Regions from separate parts of the Mus musculus genome. Here region 1 is linked to region 2. A link is a contact called in public promoter capture Hi-C data. All regions are on one chromosome and are shown on one strand. Each heading gives the region's core, a stretch centred on a gene start, on an enhancer-like site or on the middle of the called end of the contact. The rest is flanking DNA. Distances are from core to core; before and after follow the strand shown. Region 1 overlaps D5Ertd579e (DNA segment, Chr 5, ERATO Doi 579, expressed). Region 2 overlaps Tbc1d14 (TBC1 domain family, member 14).

What was found. Capture Hi-C pulls out chosen DNA fragments and counts their contacts.
Region 1: a contact with region 2 is called in a promoter capture Hi-C map of pancreatic islet. The contact joins two enhancer-like sites. A contact is called at or near these places in 2 of 484 Hi-C or Micro-C datasets (embryonic fibroblasts and nephron progenitors), 1 of 115 datasets of contacts at active chromatin or transcription factors (double positive thymocytes) and 4 of 9 other capture datasets (adipose tissue, liver, macrophages and 1 more).

The regions. Positions count from the first base shown.
Region 1 is chr5:36,619,967-36,622,723 of GRCm38.p6, forward strand. All of the region lies in intron 3 of D5Ertd579e (DNA segment, Chr 5, ERATO Doi 579, expressed), which reads right to left. Among named protein-coding and RNA genes, the nearest start is that of Tbc1d14, 39 kb to the left of the region's middle. Within about 2 kb of position 1,260, at least 122 of the 459 cell types and tissues checked have an H3K27ac peak or open chromatin away from gene starts, as enhancers often do. A contact at or near this core is called in pancreatic islet, where this site is marked.
Region 2 is chr5:36,516,183-36,518,964 of GRCm38.p6, forward strand. All of the region lies in intron 7 of Tbc1d14 (TBC1 domain family, member 14), which reads right to left. Among named protein-coding and RNA genes, the nearest start is that of Gm32528, 5.1 kb to the left of the region's middle. Within about 2 kb of position 1,474, at least 13 of the 459 cell types and tissues checked have an H3K27ac peak or open chromatin away from gene starts, as enhancers often do. A contact at or near this core is called in pancreatic islet, where this site is marked.

The DNA.
Region 1 (2,757 bases), core at 10-2,509, 100 kb after region 2:
TCCTGGAACTCAGAAATCCACCTGCTTCTGCCTTTCAAGTGCTGGGATTAAAGGCATGTACCACCACTGCCCAGCTTACCATAAGCATCTTACTAATGAAGGACACTAAGTGGGACTTACTGATACATTGTGGCAATGTGAATGCTCTCCAAGAAAGGCTTCTGTCTTGCTCAACAAGGCCAAAGATCTATGTGTCCATCATTGGACAAAAGTTAGTCACCCACAAAAGCAACCTTAAGATTCTTTATAATCATGGTTTTATACAAATTTAACACAGGGGTTACAAAACCTCCTTAGTCTCTAGAAGATTAGAGCCTAAAGAAAACAAAGTAGGTCCCCCTTCCCTTTCCCTTCCTTGTCTTCTTCTTTTCTTTTCTTTTTTTAAAGTGAACTCTCACAACTCCAGCAGAAAGAGCCATACAGAACACAGGCCAATGCTGAAAGCACACATGGGAGCTCTCGGTTATTTTAAGAGATGGACCCAACCACACAGGGCCCACCAGTGAGGCGGTTCGGCTGGTGGTACAGATACTTGCCACCAAGCAGACAACCAGAATTCAGTGCCCAGTACCAACAAGTGTGCAAGGACAGAACATGTTTCTTAAGTTCCACAGGCATACGGAGAGGGCGTGAAAGGATCTGGTACTGAAGATAAAGTGAGGCAAGCTTCAAAGAAAATTTGCACTTGAAACAGCACAAGTACATATCTTTCACTCATTCTAAATTCTCATTTTTTTCTGCAAGAAAACAGAAAAAATATTGTACAATGGACAGAAGAGTTACAGTGTTTCTTAGAAACTTTGGATTTACTCAGGGACATGCTATGTCTGGGTTGGATTTTGTCTCTTTGAAAGGACACAGCTGGCCAGATGCACACAGAAGAGCCACCCAAGTTCCTGTGCCTCCGCTCTGTGACTCCAAGAGCTAAAAATAAACTTTACCCATTCGCCGAACTCAAAATGACTCAGCAAAGTATGGCAGATATTCTTTTTTTCTTTTTCTTTTTTAAAAAAAGCCCCCTTTACAGAGTTTTGGCTAGAAGAAACAGATTTCAGATAGGAAGGTAAATTGTAAATACCCACAGTTACTCTCTATCTGCAGAATATCCCAGTCTTTAAGAGGGAAAAGAGAAAATAGGTCAGAGGACAGCTGCCTCTTTCTTACAGCTCTAAAAAACAGGCAGACAATTGTTCAACAGTGGTAGACTGCACAATCCCATCACTGAAGTCTGCTTACCATAACGGTCAAGGTGTAATGAGGCCCGCAATTATAATCCACTTCTCCAGGATACAGAAACTAACACGGGTGTCAGCTGACACGCCACACGCTGTCTTGTACAACAAGCCTATGTCACTGCTTGCAAACCTGGGGCTATCTCCAGTGCAGAACATGGAACCTCTGGGGACTGCTTACCAAACTCCTTCCAACCTCTAAAATAGGCTACTATTTTTCAGGCCTGCAGAATGGCCATGACAACCTGTGAGCAGGGTACTCATATTATCTTTTAGTTAGTATAAACTACACAGACACACAACTAGTACATATAAAAGCAATATATATACAAACAATAAACAATATATTATCATTCATTCAAAGAGCATATGTATATGTCCATATGTATATATCTTTATATATAAAAATGCCTATGTTTTCAAATACAAGCAGCATTAAGAAACAGTGCTTTACTCCTTCCTTTGTGTAAATCAAGCTTTACTGATCAGGTTTCTGTTTTCTTTCCTTAGCTAATGTGTTTTTTTTTTACCTGCATGTGTGTATGCACCCCCCCTCCCCCCCCCACACACAAGAGAAACACATACCACCAATACCACACACATTTTTTAAAAAAACAGTACTGGAGACTGAACCTACTCTAGTTATTATTTTTAATAATCATTAGGTCATCACGGTATCCTAATAGCAAACTGAGAAGCATAAAGTCATCCGTCATACTATCATATGCTGGCAAGTATTCTAGAGTTCATTTAAAACTAAGAAATTTCATTTCCATTTCTACCTATACTGCCATAGTCTATCACATCCATAGGTTTGCTGGAAAATACTTATCTAAAGGCGTCTTAAGAAGGGACAAAGGATAAAGCGTACTATGTTCTAGAAAGCCCACAGGAACACCTGTGGGAACAAGATGCGGTGACTCTGCTGTGGTACCCTGCCTGGCCTCTCTTCACTGTACCAACTCAACCATCAAGTGTCCAAAGCATCTGGGAAGTGCTGTGCAGAGCAAGAGCACACTAACATGCAGTGAGCATGAGCAGGGTAGGCATGAACTGGAGCTACTTAGAAGGCAGCCCCTGGAAGCAAGGCTAGACACTCACTGGACAGTCATCTGCTCTCACCCACTGTACAAGTGATAGAGACTGGTAGCCCACATGCCCAACAGGTCCCATGGACAATAAGGACCTGTCCTCCTAGAAGTACATGGCACTACCTCTTACTTCTCTGAGAACAGAGGTAGGTGGTAGAGATTTAGTTTGATATCTCCACATCTGGCTCTGAATTCCTGCCCTACCGCACACAGGGATATGCCTATTTCCCAGCTCTATAACCTAAGAATACCTCCAGTTCTCTCAAAGCTCACCTAGTTAGCACACGGGTGATGTACCTGTCAGACAGAGCTCATTGTAACCCAGGTTACTTAAGTACCAGTGTCATTTCTAAATTCTGTATGTTCACTCCTTCAAAATTGCCTTCAGTGTCTGAGGATCTGGATTTGGAGCCAGACCTCAGGGTCTGAGTTGG
Region 2 (2,782 bases), core at 224-2,723:
ACTAAGTGTAACTTGTCCTAATGGTCCTGTTCTGGCTTTATGACAGCTCTAACATGCATGCAACCTATGCTGACATGCCACGGCAAAGCAGCACAGTTATGACACTTTAGTATGTTGTACTCTAAAGAGAAACACAGACGTGTCCAGGGCTGGGGTCGAGAGCATGCTCTGGGACCTTTGCCCACTCAATCTCTAGGTGGGCTGGCTGGCAGGTTTAGAAGCACATGTTCGATTTGGGAAACCCCAGCTTTTTCTTCTTAAAAGCTGAACAATTGGGAATTCGCTGCAACTTAACCTAATGGGACTATTAAGACTTCCTGGAAAAGTCAGGCTCAGAATCCAAATTAGGGCTTGGGTCAAAACATTTTTGTCACTCTCAGAGGAGCACACAAAACTACTACAGGGCCTGCTTATTGCCGGACTTTCTGGAACCCTCGGTGTGCCTCCAGGCACATCAGACCTCCTCTGCATCCCACTGGTGAGTCTTCCTGCCTCTTCAATTCTTCTCCCAGAGTCCTTATCTCTGCCTGGAAGTTCTACCCTCCATTCCTGAAAAAAGCCCAGCAGGTGATGGTGCATAAGAACAACACCACCAACATCTGGACGGTCCTCAGCTACTGGACAGACATCAGCATAGAAGAATACAAAGAGAGCCTTCACACAGTGTATGAGAATGCTATTCCAACAGCACGTGCCCATTAGGGCTCTACCTCACAAGTGAAGAACCTGTTAGGAGAGACTGGCTATAAATGTGTCCACGTCTGAGCTCACAGAACCTCCCCCACAGTTTTATAGTCGTGGTAGAAAGGTGACACTTTTCTCTCAGGACCCCCAACCCCAACCTCTTTTTAAAATTCGACTTATTGTGCATACACAAGTGTGTGATGGGGGAAGAACTCACATGTGCCACAACATACATGTGGCCAGAGACAACTTTGGAGTCAGCTCTCCCCACCCCCCCCCCTTGTATGTATTTCAGGATCAAACTTAGAGCACTAGGTTTGCATGCTATGTGCCTTTCCTGCTAAGCAATGCTACCAGGCCCCAGCCCCAATTTCAAAGTATAAGCCTGTCTTTCCTAGATGTGAGGTTTGGATGTTTTGCTTTTCTGGGGAAAGGGGTTGCTTATTTGTTATTGGATTTTGTTGTTGTCAACACACACACACACACACACACACACAGCTCAAGGGCTAAGATGCAGGCATGAGCACCAATCCTGCTCAAGAGTGAAGCTTAATAGTGCTATTGGACCCTGGGTCTTCCCAAGTCAGAACGAACTTCAAAACCTGCCAAAAGTAGAATGAGAACCTTGGCCCCACGCACACTGGCCACAGATATGGAACACAATGCCTAACCTTTTTCAAGAAGAAAATGAGGTCCCAAGAGCTGCCTGAGACCGACACAGCTGGTGTTTAATGAGACGTGAGGTACTGAACAGCAGCTGGTGCTTGGTACCCAGCAGACCCAAATCACTGTCTCAGACTGGCTGGGAGAAACAGTAAGGTAAGGTCAGAAAGCTGCCTTCATTCACTCAACAAACACCTTAGAGGCGCCTGCCACATGCAGAAAATTAGGCTGGTCACAAATGACAGAGCAGATGGCATTGCAGTGAGGCCATTCCAGTGGGGACAAAGGACAGGATGCAGCATTCACAGACAGACATAAGCTATACAGAGTGAGCCAGGACCAAGGTACAGGTCCTGGACAAGATGCATACCATCTGCTCATCATCTAGCTCATCATGGGTCTTAATTTAAGTAAATTAACCCCAGGTGTCAGTGAGAGGTACATATTAAATACATCCGCACTACACGTTGCATCCCCTTAGCCACAGGACTGCTGGTGGAGTTTAGAAGACTCTCAAGCACACAGGTCTTTGCATGCTCAGCCACGTCTCACTGCTTCCTCTGAGAAACTCAGATCAACTTCAAGTCACACATCACACATCACACATCTTCTCATACAAAGATCTTACAGTGAAATCTTGGCAGCAGTATTTAGCCAGAAGAGGAGTTTGGAGAAGAAGGTTCCTTGCCCTGCCATCCTCCTTGAAGGAAGCCAGTCACCACCTAACTGACAGCTCTGCTATTCAGCATGGAGACACTGCTCGGAACACAGCTACTGCCATGGCAGAAGCTACACTGTCAAGATGAACACATTAACCTAAGTAGAGGGGTCAGGGTCAAGCAATCGGCCTTAAACTGGAGGGTCTACCACAGTAAAAGCAGCTTGACCTTAATGAGAGGAAGGAGAGGCCCGCCTGCCTGCCAGAACAGCTTACTTTCAACAGGAGGAAACAGGACTTCCCTGTATTAAGGCTTCGTGTTTGATCTGTGTGCTTCTAGATCTCTGACACCCAGAGCCCTGCTGGGTACTACAAATACATAAGTAAGTCAATCTAGGCTGGTAGGGCAGAGCCACCAAAGCCAAGCACTTGAGAAATTTGAGGATTTGTTTTGTCTTAGAGTCAGGGTCTCACCCTGTAGCCCAGGCTGACCTTGACCACAACCCTTTTGCCTCAGCCTCTCAAGTGCTGGGACTGCAACTGTGTACCACCATGCCCACTTGTTTTCCCTCCAAGTTCTAATACTGGAGATGGAACCCAGGGCTTAGCTTATGCTGGTCAAGCACTGGACCATGGAGCTAGGTGCTTGAGAAGCCTCATAAACTCCATAAACACTGGGAACAGGTCCCCCCACCCCACCCCACCCCACCCCCATCCCTCCATTGCTTCACATGCTTATGCCCCATAGACAGATACCAGCCCTGGCCTCTCTAGGGC